Regions from separate parts of the Mus musculus genome. Here region 2 is linked to region 1. The links are chromatin contacts, called in public Hi-C maps. All regions are on one chromosome and are shown on one strand. Each heading gives the region's core, a stretch centred on a gene start, on an enhancer-like site or on the middle of the called end of the contact. The rest is flanking DNA. Distances are from core to core; before and after follow the strand shown. Region 1 has its middle 7.5 kb from the start of Gm39606. Region 2 has its middle 43 kb from the start of Sertad2.

Region 1 (4,656 bases), core at 597-3,096:
TGATGTTCTGTCTTATGACAAGCTAGAATCAGCAAAGCCAAGGACTATGGACTGAACCCTCTGAAACTGTGAGCCAAAATAAATGCTTTCTCCTTCATGGTGTTTGGTTTAGAGTGACAAACTAAAATGAACACAGCAAATTAGCTGGATCATACATACAAACAAAACTTGCCCAAAGGACTTATTCTCCTCATGTGCAGCAGCTGCTGCTCAAGACTCTGAAAGTATTCCCGCACTCACAGTGTACAAGGACCCGTCCTTGACCTGCACCCCCGAGTCTACTCCCTACCCTGCTATCTAGCACCCCGGCTATGTAGGCTACATTTCTCATGGTGGTTAAACTTCAGGGCAGGCTGGCTCTCAGCCCTTGGTCCTAAGTCTCCACTAATTGTACCCCTTTCCCATATAAAACAGCATTTCAGTTCTTATCCAGAAATAATACTGGGTGCCCTTTACAATCCACTTAATAGAAAAAGGGGCAAAGGTGTGTGAGGTCAAAACTATTTCATAAAAAGATGCACTTACTCTCTCCACTCTTGTGTTCCCCTTATGGGAAGAAAGCTAAGTGCTTTGGGAAATGCAGTCGATATTACAGCAGACACAAATGCAGAAGCAAACAGGAGACTCCATCTGTCTTTCATTGAGCTAAACAGTAAAAACAAACAAACAAACAAATAAATGGCAGAAATGTAAAATAGTACCATACTTAACATTTTTTTTTGTTTCACAAACTATATTTTTCTAAATAAACCCACGTGTAGTGGTTTTATTATTATAAGAAGTAACCATCTTCTAGATTCTTAGTTTTCACTCCTAAATTGGTAAATGTTCAGAGGTACAACCCACATAGACAGAAAAATCCTCTTGGAGGTTCTTCTGGGTGATGTTTGAGTATAAGATAGTGGTTCTTAACCATGGGTCGTGACCCCCTGGGGGTCAAACTTTCATAGGAACTGCCTAAGACACAGATATTTACATTATGATTCATAACAGTAGAAAAATTACAGTTATGAAGTAGCAATAAAAACAATTTTATGGTTGGGGTCACCACAACGTGAGGAACTGTATTAAAGGGCCACAGTCTTTTTTTTTTTCTTGTTTTCAGGTTTATTGAAAATATGGCATAACAGATTAAACAGCTCCACGTGTTTTGAAATTCATGCCAACTGTAGGCTGAGTGACCTGAAGGTTAGAGAGACTGCCAAAGTCCAGAAGCTTCAGCATCTCCTTGGTGTCGGGATCCACCTCAATGATCTCCTGATCTAGGGCTGAGACCTCAGGAACGTAATTATCTCTCCTCTCTCTCTCTCCTTCCTGCAACTTAATAGAGATGCCTCTCACAGGACCTCTCTGAATCCGCTTCATCAGATGCGTGACGTATCCGGCTATCTCGTTCCGAAGCTTCTTGCTGGGGATAATGGCGATCTCCTCGCACACGCGCTTGTTGGTGTGGAAGTCATTACCCAGACGCGTGTAGTACTTCTCGATGATGATCCGGGCAGCCTTCTTCACGGTCTTGGTGCGAACGCGGAAAGGGCCACAGTCTTAGGAAGGCTGAGAACACTGGTATAAAGGGTTCCTGAGCAACGTTGTCTCATTTCCTCTGATCTCTACTGGCGAGGAACTCACTCACCTGTGAGAATGAGCTAGCTTCCACAGCTGGAAAAGCCAGCGTCCAGACCACAGCGCCTGCCCTCTGAGGACCTCTGGTTTTGAAGTTCTTGACAGGGCAGGCCTGCACACGAGGTAAGAGATGCCTGTAACTGCTATCTTCCAGCACACACTGAGGGGAGAGGAGGTACAGACATCTCCTCTCCCTCTTCCAGTGGCCGATCTCCAGGACCAGCCCTCATCTGCCCCCTGGTGGCAGGTAGCCCCCATACATGGGATCTCAAAATATATCGCTCTCTCTTTCCCCTGTTTTCTCCTCCCCATCTTTCCCTCTTTCCCCGCGCTGGTGAAAGTCCAGGGCTTTCAGCACACTAGGCAAATCCTCTGTCTCACTGTCACATGCCCCTAGTCTTTTTCCCCTCAAGTAGCTGGATGTTGATCGCACCCAGCCCGATGGCCTCTTCTAGGTGAGGGTGAATGATAATATTTTTCTGCATATTTATCTCTTCGTAGTTAATTACCGATCGTTCCTGGCTCTGAACCTGCCCTTTAGCTGGGTTAGGAGTCTTGCCTTTGACTAGGGCATGTGACAGTGAGACAGAGGGTTTGCCTAGTGTGCTGAAAGCCCTGGGTTCAGTCACCAGAGCAGGGAAAGGGAAAGATGGGGAGGAGAAAACAGGGGAAAGAGAAAGCGATATATTTTGAGATCCCTGTAACCCCCGAGCAGCAGGAGAGCTGTTAAAGCAGCGGCTCCAGCCTGAGGCCACCATAAGATACCACCACAGCTGTCAAAACGACAGCATCTGTCATAATGGTGGCACCTATCAAAGCAGTGTATCTCCTCAGCCTACAGCCTTTGTGAAATACCACCTCTGGAGCTGTCTACAGTGGCAACACCTTCTCTGCAGCCTCCCCAAGGAGGTTAGCAGTGATAGCACCTCAGCCAAATCGGCCTGTGGCCGGGAAGGACTTCCCATCCCCACCCATGAGCCTGATACAGGGAAAAGGGGGTCAAAAGAAAACCGCGGATCCCTGAGCTTTCCACAAAACCCACCAATCCCAAAGCTCAGCACTTGAAATCCAACCAGTTCTCGATCTGGAAATCTCTGCCCTGAAAAGCCCCGCCCCCTAAGAAATCCTGTGGCGAAAACGGTGCCTCCCCCCCCCCCCCCCCCCCGCCCTTCCATTAGGAAAGCCCTGCCCTTTGTTCAATTCCCTGCTGGACTCATCCCTCCATGCCCTGGACCCTGTAAGAAATCTTTTTTTTTTTTTTTTTTAATATGAGATTTGCTGCCTGATGGGACTCTCTCATCAGAAGAGTCCAAGAAGCAACAAAGATGGGAGGAACTGAAGAGGTGGAGCGGGGCTGAGGCTCCTGACTCCGGGCTCCTCAGCTCAGCTGGGGATACCCTCCCCGGACTGCGAGGCCTCTGCTGAGGAGGCCTCCCCTCAGAGCGGGGTGGTTCCTGGACTTCTGTGTTTCAGGGTGCCCTTCGAACTGAGCAAGAACACTTACAATTCCCAATTATATAAGCTGTGTTCTTTTCTTTATGCATATATCCTCAGGACAAAGTTTAATTTACAAATTAACAAGTTAAACACACTGAGTGGTTAGCAACCAGGGCTACTAAGAAAATCGAATGTGTAACAATGTGCTTCCGTGAAAGTAAGGTGTCCCTGGAAAGGGTCATGGTAAACATTTATGTTTGGGGCTCTTTGGTGATCTCCGCTGAGTGAAATGGAGAGCAGAGTATACCTTATGCGGTGCCTCTTGAGTGGGGTCCCGCCACAATCCTACTTCCTGCTAGTGGGCTCCATAGCGAGAACCCTGCTAGTGGGCTCTGACAGACAGAGAACCCTGGACATTGGTTATTTGAAGGATACAATATCTCAGAATTCCTCAGAGTAAGTCTGCTGGTTTACATGGGCTCAACAGAAAACAAGTGGCCCATAAACGGAGTCCTAGAAACTCCAAACAAGAATATCCTTAAACCAATCTCACTGTTGAAATGGGAAGGGAAGTTCAGAGGCAAAGCGAATCCCAGGCACTAGCCTGGGGGCTTTCCTACAAAGCTTACTAGAAGGAATCGCCCCTACCTTACAAGCAAACCCAGCTAAGACCTATGGTTTCCATGGTAACCCTCAAAGCATGACTTCCCTACAGATGTTCTTCCAGTGTCTCCTTTCACCTGTCACTTTCAGGCACAACTTAGACCTGAACTCTAAGCAAAAGCATTAGCTTCCCCTTTCAATCCGTGTTTTTAAGAAACTACAAACTGTCAGGTCCAAAGGAAACTCCGCTTCCCCACATTGTTCTGGCAGTTAGACAAAAGGTAGCATTCCTCGGGAACTGGTGCCCTTCTATGGAACCAAACTGAGCCATTTCCCTTATCACTGGCAGAAAGGACCGTGACTACCTGTGGTGTCTGTTAGCAACAAAAAAGCATGGCCTCCAGGCTCCCTCAGTATCTCCAGTACCTGTTACACACATCACAGTCCGTGCTGGCATCCTAGCTCTTCTCACCTCTCCCCTACCCTAAACTTCAGAGCTCACAGGCTTCCCTCTCATCATGTTCTCATGTCCTCATTCTCCTTATAACCTTGCTATTTCCATATACTCCTCTCTGTCTGTCTGTCTGCCTGTCTGTCTGCCTCAGCCCTCCTCCCCAACTCTCTCTGCTCTCTCTTTCTCTATGTATATATGTATATGTGTATATGTATATGTATGTGTGTGCACATGTGTGTGTGTGTCTGTCTGTCTGTCTGTTTTGCTCCAGCTCCTTCCATGGCCAGGTCCACTCTGCTGGCCATGTTCAATCTACTACTGCTCTGGACCCTTCTAGATGCCTCTGGCTGTTTGTTCTCTCATACCTACAATAAAAACCTTGCCTTTAGCTATATTATACAGCAGTCATGTCACCAGTTTATACACAACCTACTTAGTTTACACAGAAATACCCATTACAATGATTCTGTGGTATCAACTATATGGGGTTTATCTCATCGGGCTTTTGTGTATGTTGAAAATTAATTTATAATAAAGGC
Region 2 (4,656 bases), core at 1,097-3,596, 140 kb before region 1:
GTGAGCCACCATGTGGTTGCTGGGATTTGAACTCAGGACCTCTGGAAGAGCAGTCAGTGCTCTTACCCACTGAGCCATCTCTCCAGCCCCAGTGTATGGGTCTTACATGATGCTTTTTAAATTTTTATTTTGAAAGCAAATGTAGTTATGATAGAGTTTTGTGTTTTCTTCATTAGGTTGAAGAGTTTCTAGTTTTCACCTAATTTGGGGACTTTGAATCTTATTTTATTCCACTTGGTTTTACCCTTAGAATGTGTATTGGGTCACTTAATAAGATCTTCCCTCTCACTAAGATTCTCTGTCTATTTCTTCTAGAGTCATGATTCCTCATGCACACTGGCAAGTTCACTGATGCTCTACAAATCTCATCTACTGTGACACCCATGTGATGCTCATGTAACACCTGTGTGATACCCATGTGAAGTCCATGTGACACCTGCTAGATGCCCACATGATGCCCCTGTGCTGATGCTTTCATTTCAGATGTTGTATTTTCAGCTCTAGAAATTCAGGTATAAATAAATCTTTTATTTTAGTACTTAATATGTTCATGTCTTATCTTAATAAAACCTTGACCATATTGATAAGTGGTCTGCTAGTTAATCTTAACTCATTTCTAGTCTTCTTAACCCCTACTTCTTCACATGCCCAGTGGCTTTTAATTGGACATTTGACATTATAATTGATGAGTTATTAAGTGTCTATAGACTTCCTTTAAAATATCTGGATTTGAGGCTCACTCTACAGTAGGGTATCCATATCTACTTCTGGAAACCTTTTCAAACACTCATGGCAGGGGAGGTCAGAGGCCTAAGGAGGACATAATTCTGTTGTTTAGACAAATACACGCACACCACTCAGTAAGCTTTGTGAGAGCATGAATATGTGTATATTTGTATCCATAGACAATTATGATTCTCAATCTTATTCAGAAGTCTCTCGTTCAGATCCAAAATAAAGCATTTGTTACATCCCCACCAAACCGCAAGGAAAACTGAAGGTAGAAAGACTGTGAGAGCTGAGAGGTAGACAGAGGGCTGTAAGATGTTGTCTTCTGGAGATACAGCCACTGCCTTAAAAGCTCAATGCCTAGAGGTGCAATGTGTCTGTAAAATAATGGGCCCATTAACAGACTAAGAATGGAGGAGCACCTGGAGGAGCAACACAGGCCTCTTATCCCAGCACTGGCAAAGGCGGGTGGATCTCTTCGAGTTTGGTCAGTCTGACCAGCCAAGTAAATAAAAAGAATGAAGGAGGGGGCTGGTGAGATGGCTCAGCGGGTAAGAGCACAGACTGCTCTTCTGAAGGTCATGAGTTCCAATCACAACCACCCATAATGAGATCTAATGCCCTCTTCTGGTGTGTTTGAAGACAGCTACAGTGTACTTATGTGTAATAATAAATAAATCTTTAAAAAAAAAATGAAGGAGCCAGGTGTGGTCGCACATGCCTTTAATCCCAGCACTCGGGAGGCAGAGGCAGGCGGATTTCTGAGTTCAAGGCCAGCCTGGTCTACAAAGTGAGTTCCAGGACAGCCAGGGCTATACAGAGAAACCCTGTCTCAAAAAAAAAAAAAAAAAAAAAAAAAAAAAAAAAAAAAAAAAGGAGTAACTCAGGGCCCTATTCCTCACTGTTGAGCTTTCTAACCAGCAGATTCAGGAAACAGAGAGTCACTGCCTTTAGTTGTTGTACCCAAAGGGAGCCATACAGATCTCTAACGGGTAGTCCTAATCCAATGATTATGCTGATGGCCCTGGTTAAACCAAATAGGTCCTAAAACAAGGCCAAAAGTCACAAATCTGGGAAAGGGATATATACAGACAACAGGAGGTTGGCAGGGCTGGGAGGGAAACAGAGGGATTAGGAGGAGAGTGTAACCTTATAATACCTTATATACACATATGAAATTATCAAAGCACTAACACATTTTTTTAAGTTGACTAGCATTTTGGGGTCATCTGCAAATTAATTTGATCTTTTCCAGACTTGTTCTTAAATCTGTTAAGAGTCTAGATCAGGGCTTCTCAACTTTGGTTCTCCTGACATCTGAGGCCACACCACTCACAGGGGCTACTCTGTGGAATGCAGCTGTTTCTGCGGCATTCCTGGCTTCTGTCCCACATGTCAGCAGCAACTCCTAGTTGTGACAATATAGAATGTTTCCAGAAATTGCCACATGTCCCCTGGACAGTCTCCTAGCTCTTTGCCCAGTATGTGGAATAAAATTAACACAGCAGGATTGCCCCTAATAAAAACCCTTGCACCAAGGCTCTGGAGTGCGTTAGTAGTAGACAGCATCTTTTACATGCATGCTGTCACAACTCCTTACTAAGGAAGTTAAGTGTATCTGTATCCTGTGTGACATCACTGGGAGGGGACTCGGACAGTCTTGTGCTCCTGACTTCTCTCTACAGGCCTTTTCTCTTTGCTGAGTTTTTGCTTTGTATTCTTTCACTGTAATACATCTTAGGCTTGAGGGTGACTGTATCTAGGTTCTGTGTGTGCTCTCAGCATGCAGTCAAACTCAGGGTGATGTGGACCCAGCAGCACACTGCCATGCAAGTTAACTCAAGATGTGCCTAGCTCAGTGTTCTCCTAACTCAAGGGACCCTATGCAGATGTGTGGGGCTCTTTTTCTGCATGTTTCCTTCCTCTCAGTCTCACAAATACCACATTAATTTGCTCTTCCAGAACTGTTCTTAAATTCTACTACAGTCTACATCTCTAGCTCTTTCCTCATCGCAGGTACATTACAGATGCGCAAAAACCAGTGATCATTTCCAGACATCCGCTGTCAGACATTACGGTCCACACTGCCTGCTCTCTGGCATACAAAACAGTCCCTTCATATATTTCTGCCTGGTTTTCTAGTTATCTAAGGTATTTACTCTATAGTGATAGACAAAACAAACAAACAAACACAAAACAAAACAAATCCCTTTCATTGTAAGATATTTTGGGGCAAGTGAAAAAATGGTTCAGCAGTAGGTAAAGGCGCTTGCCACCCACACCTGATGACTTGATCCCTGGAGCCCATGTAAGGGAAGAAAGTGAGTATTGACTCTACAAAGGTGTCCTCCATGAATGTAAATACATTGACATATTAGTACATGCGTGTGATAATAAAAATTTTAAATGTTTTTAACTATTTATTTTTAATTATGTGTCTGAGTGTGGGTATGTGCATATGTGTGCTGGTACCTGAGGTGGCCAGATGTCCTGGAGCTGGGCTCACAGGTGGTTGTAACTGCCTGATGTGGGTGCTGGGACTTGAACCTGGATCTTCTGTGAAAGCATTTTTATCCTCTCTAATTCCTAAGATATAATTTTAATTTTGGTACTAACCTAATATGAGTCTATGGTCTTAACTCAGCAGTGTTCCATTAAAGAAACACCTGCACAGGACCAGCCACACCCTGGTTTTTGACCAGGATTAACCTGGTGTTACAGTCACAGCGTTTCTTCTTAGTCAATCTATTTCTTGATGATTTGGGTGTTTTTGACTTTTTAGGAGTTTTTGTTATTTATTTTTGTTTATTTTGTTCTTTGTTTTTGTTTTTTGTTTTGTTGCTGTTGTTCTAAAACAGTATTTCACTAAGTATCCCTAGCTGACTTGTAACTTGCTTTTGCTTTTTAGACCAGTATGACCATGAACTCACAGAGATCCACCTGCCTCTGCCTCCAGGGTGTGAAAGGGTGTGCACACTCTTGGCTTTATCATTTTACTTCTTACCCACACCTTTTTCAGACTTGTGTCACACAAGTCTGTACTCTCTCACAGGCCTCTTTCCCTGGATTTCATTTGTTCTAACATAGTTGCTAAGCACTTAGTAGAAGGTAGCCTGGTAGCATGGTGGTAAAGTGCCTGAGATCAAACAAGGTTCCTCCTTTTACTGGCTCTGTGACCAGAGAGAAGGTGCCTTCTCCATGCCTTGGTCTCCTGTCAATTGATGGATAAAATGGTCCTTCAATCATAGAAGCACTGTGAAGGTCTCTGAGGGCGGTGCCACTAATAAAGTTCTTGGTGTTGTGTCTGGTATACAGAAAAACCTCTAGGGTGCTCCCTACAACACTGGCATACATATTGAAGGACCTCTAGAGTGCTCCCTACAACACTGGCATACATACTGGAGGACCTCTAGAGTGCTCCCTACAACACTGGCATACATACTGGAGGATCTCTAGAGTGCTTCCTACAACACTGGCATACAGGAAGCCCTCTAAGAATAGAGGGCTCCCAAAATACTAAGAGAGTACCAAGCCCCACCATAGATGCTGGACAAGAATGAATATGACATTTTAAGATAAGACTCAAGGAGTTTTTTTTACTCAATAAGAGATTAAGAACAAATAAATCATTATATGATAACATTTATGGAGCACTAAATACCTTTACCGCTTACTTAATCTTCATAATGGTATCCTCTGGAATCAGAGAACATTACCATGTCCATTTTACAAATATGAAACCTGAGTCCTTTTTAAAAAATATTTATTTATTTCATGTATGTGAGTACACTGGTGCTGTCTTCATGCACACCAGAGGAGGGCATCAGATCCCCATTACAGATGGCTGTGAGCCACCATGTGGTTACTGGGAACTGAACTCAGGACCACTGGAAGAACAGTCCGTGCTCTTAACCACTGAACCATCTC

What was found. A called contact is a pair of places that touch in the nucleus more often than the background predicts.
Region 2: a Hi-C map of bone marrow-derived macrophages shows a contact between it and region 1, with 46 read pairs. The contact joins two enhancer-like sites. A contact is called at or near these places in 1 of 39 promoter capture datasets (liver), 8 of 15 datasets of contacts at CTCF or cohesin (CD8 T cells, the G1E-ER4 cell line, the NIH/3T3 cell line and 3 more), 83 of 484 Hi-C or Micro-C datasets (B cells, the BV-2 cell line, CD4 T cells and 33 more), 20 of 115 datasets of contacts at active chromatin or transcription factors (bone marrow-derived dendritic cells, bone marrow-derived macrophages, embryonic limb bud and 7 more) and 3 of 9 other capture datasets (adipose tissue, embryonic stem cells and liver).

The regions. Positions count from the first base shown.
Region 1 is chr11:20,443,286-20,447,941 of GRCm38.p6, reverse strand. It overlaps the pseudogene Gm12034. Among named protein-coding and RNA genes, the nearest start is that of Gm39606, 7.5 kb to the left of the region's middle. Within about 2 kb of position 1,846, at least 35 of the 459 cell types and tissues checked have an H3K27ac peak or open chromatin away from gene starts, as enhancers often do. A contact at or near this core is called in bone marrow-derived macrophages, where this site is marked.
Region 2 is chr11:20,587,036-20,591,691 of GRCm38.p6, reverse strand. It overlaps a transcript of Sertad2 not described here. Among named protein-coding and RNA genes, the nearest start is that of Sertad2, 43 kb to the left of the region's middle. Within about 2 kb of position 2,346, at least 16 of the 459 cell types and tissues checked have an H3K27ac peak or open chromatin away from gene starts, as enhancers often do. A contact at or near this core is called in bone marrow-derived macrophages, where this site is marked.